2 separate regions of the Ovis aries genome follow, and region 2 is linked to region 1. The links are chromatin contacts, called in public Hi-C maps. All regions are on one chromosome and are shown on one strand. The core of a region is the stretch at or near the end of the contact, and the rest is flanking DNA. Distances in the headings are between cores, read along the strand shown.

Region 1 (4,602 bases), core at 1,576-4,075:
TGACTGAGAGAAAGAGAGATGGGCACATCACTAATCCAGCTGCCGCAGCTTCTTTACCTTCAAAGAAAGGAGACAGATTAACTGCATTTGTAAATTCCTTCCAGTGATAAAATCTGTGTCCTTATTGGGCTAGCATTCATGAGACATGGATGAGAAGAAATGGATAATATTTACTGAGTGTTCATTCAGTCTCAGGCTTTTCCATCAGTGGTTCATATCCTTGGCTATGGTGCAGAATCACCTGAAGAGCTTTCCAAAGTATATTGTCAGGGCCTGTTCTCCAGAGATTCTGACTCAGTTAGATGGAGGTGGAAACAAGAAAGACATCCATAGCTTTTCAAAGCTTTCCAGGTGACTCTAATGGGCTTAGAAAGTTATAAATTACCAACATGCTTTCCATACATTAGATCACTAGTTCTGATATTTTAAAATACTCTGTGAAGCATGCATTTTTGTCCCCATTTTACAAATGAGGAAATATATTTAGGGACTTTCAGTGTCTGTCATAATACAAATGTGACAGAGACAGGATTGAAATTTTGGAAAACAGATATTGTCTAAGCATTTCTGATCCAAAGAACCTGAGTTTTCTTAACCTTAAATATACTATCAGTTTTATAATGCTATTGACTGACTTATTGGTCCTCTTGGCTCCCTATTTTTGTTATCAAAGCATACACCCTTAAATGTGTTTTCGTTAAATTTCTTTGTAGTTCTCAAATATATAAAAAGAATCAAACACAAAATAAGGGTTATGAATTGGCTTGTTATTCCTATAAAAGATTATTTAACATGCACGCGTGCTCAGTAGCTAAGTCATATCCGACTCTGCGACCTCATAGACTTTAGCCCTGCAGGCTCCTCTGTCCATGACATTTTTCCAGGCAAGAATACAAGAGTGGGTTGCCATTTCCTCCTCCAGGGGATCCTCCTGACCCAGGGATTGAACCCACATCTCCTGCGTCTCCTGTGTCTCCTGCATTGCGGGCAGATTCTTTACCACTTGGCAGTCCAAGTGTAATATTCTGGGAAGTTAGAGCAATCAGGCTCTGTCAATAGGTGATGGAGACTGAAAAAGTGTGGGGGCTCAGGAAGAAGAGGCCTGAGAGACAACTGCTGTCTCACTATAGCCACGTGCACAGACAGCGCAGGAGGAACAGGAACCTGGGCGACCAGTGAGAAGTGAGGGGAATTTCCATTGGCCTCTGCCTCGGGCCTTTTAGGTTTTGTTTGTATTTTGTTCGTCTTAAGGCTGTTGCCTCTATTTCTTATGATTATCTCCCTGGCCCCAGGACATTCCTACCACTTATTTAGTTATTATCTCCACTGGAAATCTACTTATCTTTTTAAAAGGTACAGAGCAATTTATGTCCCACCATCATTCTATTTACAATCTTAATCCTACACAGCCAAAGTTAAAAAAAAAAAAAAAAAAGAGTCATTACCTGTACATATTGTGAGTCTACTATTTGGTACATTATTGGAGCTTCAGGATAAAAATAACAACAACAAAAACCAAAAATACACCTCACGCAGCATTTACTGCTCTTCTTTTGACGGGAGATCCCACTACCTACCTGAAAGCAAGCAGGAATTATATTCTCACGCCAGCATATAATTGGCAGGCCCATATTTTGTTTTTGCTTGTTTCTTTCTTTCAGCAAAATCAGCCTGCCTTCTTTCTGACTTTCCCTGCCAACCCTATCGAATTGTGTGAGGTTTACGGATGTACAGTCATTCCTGGGCAACCTGAAAACGAGGGAGACAAACAAGGGGATCCTGCAAAACAAAGGAAAAAAATGTGGTGAAAGTACGAGTGAATAACAGAAGACAGATTTGAGATAATTATTGGAGAGATGACAGAGTATAATCACCATGATTTGTTTTGCCAGATTGTTGTTTCAAAGATAATGAAGAACTATTAAATCAATTTCTTTCCCCCCCCCTCAAGGAAATGAGTACACAGATATTAAAGAATAAATGAAATGAATATTCAGATACTAATTATAAATACTAATTATGATAAGTTTGAACAGCTAGTTACTTTATACAACACTAGAGATACTCGTTATGCAAATGCACAGAGTCTACCCAACGGTTTTATAGATCCCTGGAATTAGGTCCAAAGCTATTGTGCAGAAACAGGAGAGAGGCCCAACTTGGTTGGGGGTCATTTTTATTGCCAATTTAACTAGTGTCAGATTAGTGGGTATTTGACTATCACTAAAACAATGTAGGGCTCAATTCACCAAAGTATCATTTTTACTAATATTTTAGTGAAGAGTGAAGAAGTATTCCTCCCGATACTATCCTGCCATGCGGAGGCACCACTGTTTTCTAGTCTCTAGTAATGAAACTTGCATTAGCAAAAGTGAGCTGGTTGCCTACCAAGAAAAAAAAAAATAATGTCCTTGAGAACTTGGTATCCTGCTGTATTTTATTGCAGTAAAGCCATTTCACCATTCCTCTTCACTGAATGAGATTTTTTAAAATTCCTAAATCATGAGCCAAATTAGTCTAACCCATCCAGCATTTCATGGAAGATCTTCAGTGCAGGATTATTACATGGAACTACAAACTCTTCTGTTTTAGGAAAGTGAAAAAAAAAACATATTTCTCTACCAACAAGAAACATGATCCACTCCACATTCAGAAAGATTTACAAATGCCACAACACAGTTATCTACCAGCAAACATATCATTTCTTTGTTTCGTAGGACACCAAGCATGAATTATTCATGAGCCCCCATTTCAGATGCTTATTGTGTCTGGTGGCAAAGTCTCCGCCTGTTCAGCCCCAGGAAAGCTCGGGCACTCTGCTGCAGGCGCAGTGCTCTGTGCCACCCAGGGGCCAGCCGTGTGCTCTCGAGTTACTAGAGCAGTGCAGGCGGCTCCAGTGGCCTCAGCTGTGGAGACAGCTGTTTGCCCACAGTCTGTGATGGCAGAAATGTGTGGTAGGCTTCCCCCTAACAGCATGCCCCCCCCCCACACACACTCCCATGCCATGCGTCATGCACACACTACCACCGAAGGGATGCTAAGAAGCCCACGATTTGGGGACCAAAATGAGCAATGCACCGCAGTTTAGAAATAGCTCTTTATCTTATATACAAAATTATTGGATAGCAGGTACAGTCTCAGAATCTAAACCCTTCTTATTATTTATGTATCAAAAAGTTTGTGCATGCATGAAATTGACATGATTTCCTTATTTACTTATTTAATGTATTGATTGATGTGCCAGGATCCCACAGGCAGCAGGGACTTTTTATTTTTTAAAGATTATTTTAAAAGAAATAGATAGCCATCGGGCATTCCACAACACGGTCCAGTCAAGGCCTCCTTAATGGTGTGTATTCATAAGGAATTCCTTTCCGTTCTTGCTTGCTACCTGTCTGTGGCTATTCATTGACATAGAATATTGCACCTTGTACACAATAGGAAGTGACAAGGGTGGAAAAAATTATTAGGCACGGAAGGGTAAAATATGGGGAGAAAATCTGGATCAAACAGCAGCATCCAACAGTCAATATAATCATCTATAGTAGGCAATCCCTTGCTTGGAGCTTGAGCTGGAAGTGATAGAAAAACTCTACTACAATGAGCACTGTTAAAATTCCATCCGGTATCATTTCCATGCAGAAGAGCGAGGTGCAGACAGAAAAACATCCCACAGTAAAAATTCCTCTCATAGACCTTGGATCATCTGTTTATCTTACAGGCACTGACTTACTTTCATTTTGTAAATAACTGAATTGGTCAATGTAATAAAATTAAATTCTCCGTAAATGTTGAAAGATTCTTACAAGGAAAGTTTCATAGATGTCTTACTAGCATGGCTCTTGAATTCTATTCATTACGTTATTAGGGGGTTCTAATGTTGTAATTGGTCTTGGTGAATAGGGATCAGATCAGGAGATGGGGGCACCCGTTTACAGAAATGGGATACTGAATTCGGCAGACTCACATTCACTCAATGTTCTATGTGTATGACGTTTGTGTAAGATCTCTGTCCCCTCACTTCCAACCGAACTCTAACTTGACATAATGCGGCATAGAATGGCACCAGTCATCAGGCTTGCATCAGAAATTCATTTTATTTGGATTCAATTCAGACTCTTAACGAACTGATTCCTGTAAATGCAGCAGATGGGAGCGAAGCAAATGGGAGCGTGTGTGCGGCCTCACACTCAGCATCACTGCTGCTTCCCTGTGCTAAAGCCTTCCCTGAGTTAGCTGGTTAGTTAGTTAGCTAATTAGTTAGGCACACTCCAACTGAAAGTTTTCATTATAATTAACACATTTATCCTACCAGTCCACCAAACGGAGGCATGAAAATCTACCGTCCAGCCAAGGCAAGTCGATTCTTTCCTTAGCTTTCTCTCTGCTCATGATAAATGTGGTGAGTGTTGCCAGAAGATGGCCCAATGGTTTATAAACCTGGCAAAGCTGTAGCCAGAGCTTCTTTGCTAAAGGTCAATTAAAAATGTTCATTGCACTGTAAACAGAATTCTCCATAGAAGATTGCCACACAGTGCCCAGAGTGGTCTCTTAATACAAAATATCAATTTGATTTTCCTCAGGAGATTTGCTCTCCTTTTG
Region 2 (4,602 bases), core at 791-3,290, 1.1 Mb before region 1:
TCCCTGACAACTTTTTAACTTTATGGATGAAATATTGTACTCTAAAAGAATCCTGGTTTGGATCACATGGTTTTGGCAGCTATAGTTTTCACCAATCGATGACAGCGTTATTGCCTTGTTGTTGTTCAGTCCCTAAGTCGTCTCCCTCTCTTTGTGACCCCATGGGCTGTAGCATGCCAGGCTTTCCTGTCCTTCATTATCTCCCGAGTTTGTGCGAACTCATCCATTGAGTTGGTGATGCTATCCAACCATCTCATATCCTGCTACTCTCTCCTCCTTTTGCCCTCAGTCTTTCCCAGCATCACAGTCTTTTCCAGTGAGTTGGCTCTTTCCACCAGGTGTCCAAAGTATTGGAACTTCAGCTTTAGCAGCAGTCCTTCCAATGAATATTCAGGGTTGATTTTCTTTAGGACTGACTGGTTTGATCTCCTTACAGTTCAAGGGACTCTCAAGAGTCTTCTCCAGGACCATAATTTAAAAGCATCAAATCTTTGGCACTCAGCTTTCTTTATGGATCAACAGTCACATCTGTACATGACTACTGGAAAAAACCACAGGTTTTATTCAAATTGTGAAATGATTTTGCTCACTGAAAAGTCAGGAAAATTCCTTGTACTTCTTTTCTTGGACATCAACTGAAATAGCAAGAGGAAGTATTAATTCTCTGTATAAGCTATCTATGTCCCTCATGTTGGTGTATCTCTATAGTGGGCCTATGGAGTTTGTTCAAATAAAATATTTTACCTGTGTGACTGTAGTTGAGTAGCTAAAACTTCAAAACTACATATGCTTGCTTTATTACCATAAGCTTATGGCTTTAGCTGAATGCCTCTTTCTTGCTCTCTACAATATAGTAGGCCAGACTGATCTTCTTTTTTTGTTCAGACCCTATCTTCTTGATCTCTATCACCAACCTGCTGAATTGAAGAGAGTTTATATTCCAGTCTTTTTGATTCCAGACTTTAGTGAATGTCCATAAATAAAACAAATTCGCATTTTCTGATCAAGTTATTAATTGAACAGTCTCCAGTAAATGGGCTCGACCTCTATCTAGTCCCTGATTATAAAGAAGGTAGTTTGTTTTGTGCAATAAAAATATACTAACTTATAGAAAATGATTTCTTAGAACCAAATCGAAATAGATGCAATTCACTTTCAGGGAGCCTTGCAGGGCTAGGATGTGACTGCCATCTCCTCTGTGGGGGCAGGAGGTCTTAAGGCCCAACTCATTGGAGCAGCAGTGTCCCCAGGAGTGGCAGCTGGTGATGACTTGCAGAAAGAGATTACCTGTCCCCCACCAGCTGCTGCAACTTCATCCATAGGATCCAGATACAGAGAGTTGAAGGGCGGGCCGTTTCCGGTCTCTCTAGCTCAGCCAGTAAGAAGTATGAGACACGTTTCCAGTGCCCCTACCTGTCCTAAGGTGTTGTGACTTATCTCAGTCATGTCACCCTGAAAAGCTGAAGATCTGTGGCCAGGCCTGGAAATGTGAGCCTTCCTGGGAGCTGCCTCGTGAACGAAAATTCCCTCAAAAGCTGAATCAGAGAGAACGTTTTTCTGGGCAGGTGGGGATTCAAATCCCACTGCTGCTGCTCTGACAGTCTGACTTTGCACCTGACCTCTCTGTGCTTCAGTTGATTAGCAGAACAGGGGCAACACGAGGAGGCAGAGAAGGTGATGCATATCTAGTGTGGCTCCTGGGGACGATGACAGTGTTTCCTTCCATCCCTTCCCAGGAATGCAGTTTTTGTTCTCTGTTGCTTTTTTGAACTTCACAGCATTCAAAAGTCAGCCCCCCAAAGCAAACCGAAAAACATGCTTTGGATGAGAACTCTGATTGTCAAAAGTTTTAACACTCTCATGTCTTCACCTAAGCCCTGGCTTCTGATTTCAAGTCACATTGCCATCAGAAAGATGAACTCTTTGTTTTCCAGCCTGTTTGATAATAAGCAAAGAGATTGGCAGAGAGGTCACCGTCAAGTGACTCCAATATAAACATGAGTTGTCACTAGATGGCGCTGCTTGTCATTATTCATCAAAGACAAGGACACTCTTTTTCTTTCTTTTTTTTCCTCTCCATGGATTTCTGGCCCAGCCTGTCTGCAACTGGGATCCTAATCATGCCAGAACTCTTCTGTTCTCTGAAGGGAGGTTCTATTTTCAACATATTATCATCCAGATCTGAGGACTAAACAGACTCCACCTACAATCTGGGGGAATTACCTTAACAGTGTTGCCTTTATCCAGAAGTGATTTTAAAAGAATATATTGTATTTGGATGTCAATGTTCAAAGGCTCCGAGGCAGAAAATTCCATTTCAAAGAAAGTGTGATTAATGAAGCTGCATAAATCCTATAGATTTATGTAGAGGCTGGAGCAGTTTCAGAAATCACACCATACAAATCAAAGAAGCGGGTTTTTCTACATCCTCTCTCACTTTCTCTCATTCTTATTTTGGTACATCTTTTCCTTTCCTTCTCTCTTTCCCTTTCGAAGTCTCTTGAATGCGCATATCCCAAATTCCAAAACAAGAGGGAATTTGATCGGATATCCTAAGTACAGCCACTTTTAAGCTCTAACCATCACCATTTCTCCTCATTCTTCCCCCAAGAGATGCAGAGACAGAGTTGAGGCTGTAACAGTTAACTCACATAACTCAGACTGCTTATAAAGTTAAGTCAATTCTGGAACTCCATGTAGTAAGACTCCCAGCTTCAGTAAGGGATCTTACTTAAAGAAAGCCAAATTTAAAAAATAACGAAGGTCCTTACTAAAGGTTTTCTAGGTGTTGGGGCAATTCTAGAGATAGCTTCACATAGAAATTTGTTTAAAATCTCCTTTAGACATATCCTTCATATTTCGCACACTTATATCAACCTCTAACTGTACCCCTTACTTTCCTTACTTACTTTTTTTATATTCTTAAACCATTCACTCTTTTATACCCTTCTCTACTCTGACGACATCCTGTTCAGACTCCCTATCTCTTTCATAAACTCTGACATGCTGGGAGTCCCCTCAGCCCCCTGAAAGTGATGTCCTTAGGCCAGTCTGACTATATCTGCTTTCACAAGTGAGCCTGTCGCCCTGCATAACAATGTAGAATGTAGTATTGTGTTCTCTAGTTAGGCTGTGGAGTGTGGTCTCTAATGGGGAAGCACATGAGCTATAGAGTCAGATTCCTGTGTTGCAAGTCCACTTCTACTCATCACTTTTAAGATGACCCTGGGCAAGTTAGTAAGCTTCTCTGTGCCTCTGTGTATGTGCTCTGTGCTCAGTCGTGTCTGATTCTTTGCAGCCCCATGAACTGTAGCCTGCTAGGCTTCACTCTCCATGGGAATTTTCCAGGCAAGAATGCTGGAGTGGGTTGCCATTTCCTACTCCAGGGGCATCTTCTCAACCCAGAGAATATCTGGGTTGTCTTCTGCACTAGCAGGTGGGTTCTTTACCACTACACCAACTGGGAAGCCCATGGCTTAATAGTCTCTCCCTCAAAGGATTGCTGTGAGGATCAAATGAACTGGTATAAGCAAAGCATTTTGAAGAGTGTGTGGTTCAGAAAGAGTACAGTATTCACTGTAGCTTTGTTACGCTCATAACTGCTAAATTATTACTATTAATATATGCCAGGCACAATGATAAGTAAAGAAGGTAAAGAGATGGTGAAAAGTGAAAGTGAAAGTTGCTCAGTCATGTCCGACTGTTCGTGACCCCATAGACTATACAGTCAATGGAATTCTCCAGGCCAGAATACCGGAGTGGGTCACCTTTCCCTTCTCCAGGGGATCTTCCCAACCCAGGGATCGAACCCAGGACTCCCCCACTGCAGGTGGATTCTTTACCAGCTAAGCCACAAGGGAAGCCCAAGAATACTGGAGGGGGTAGCCTATCTCTTCCCCAGAGGATCTTCCTGACCCAGGAATTGAACTGGGGTCTCCTGCACTGCAGGCGGATTCTTTACCAACTGAGCTATGAGGGAAGCCCAAAGAGATGGTTCAGTTCAGTTCAGTTCAGTCACTCAGTCGTGTCCAACTCTTTGTGACCCCATGAAACGCAGCACACCAGGCCTCCCTGTCCATCAAGTAAGAGTATACAAATAGACTATATCTTTGTCTCCATGAAGCTTTCAGGTTAATAGAAGAAACAATTAAGTCAACTGGTACTTGGCCTGCAGCATGATAAGATGATGTAAAGGAACACCGCAGGTCTGACGCCAGTACACACAGATCTTTTGTCCCCAGTGGCGAGTCCAGAGAAAGGTTCCCTTTGGCACTGTGACCCAAAAGGGGTCAAGGATTGACTTTTTCGGAGATAGCTACCAACACACACCTCTTCCAGCTTTTGTGGGAAGGGCATAAGCAGAAAGGCGGGAACCTTGTTCCTGTCTTTCTTGGGTTTTCAGCCTAGCTCCAATGCAGTGAGTCTTGAAGGGAGCACAGCCCAACTTAGCAACTTGGGGTTCTGGATCTTTAGGAGCTCTAGGAGGTTTCCAGAGCAAGGCACATATAAAAGCAGTTCAAGTGAGAAGATGAAAATGGACTTATTTCTGATTGTCTTCCTGGGCACTCCCTGAAATATGCAGGCATCTCTTCAACTAGAGGA

The links. Hi-C and Micro-C count contacts between places; a contact is called where the count stands out from the background.
Region 2: a contact with region 1 is called in a Hi-C map of tail adipose tissue, with 5 times the contacts expected there. The contact joins two enhancer-like sites. A contact is called at or near these places in 5 of 16 Hi-C or Micro-C datasets (mixed tissues, muscle, skin fibroblasts and 1 more).

What each region holds. Positions count from the first base shown.
Region 1 is chr2:81,955,799-81,960,400 of ARS-UI_Ramb_v3.0, reverse strand. All of the region lies in intron 2 of MPDZ (multiple PDZ domain crumbs cell polarity complex component), which reads left to right. Among named protein-coding and RNA genes, the nearest start is that of MPDZ, 320 kb to the left of the region's middle. Within about 2 kb of position 2,825, at least 9 of the 54 cell types and tissues checked have an H3K27ac peak or open chromatin away from gene starts, as enhancers often do.
Region 2 is chr2:83,086,454-83,091,055 of ARS-UI_Ramb_v3.0, reverse strand. No RefSeq gene overlaps it. Among named protein-coding and RNA genes, the nearest start is that of TRNAH-GUG, 6.1 kb to the left of the region's middle. Within about 2 kb of position 2,040, at least 6 of the 54 cell types and tissues checked have an H3K27ac peak or open chromatin away from gene starts, as enhancers often do.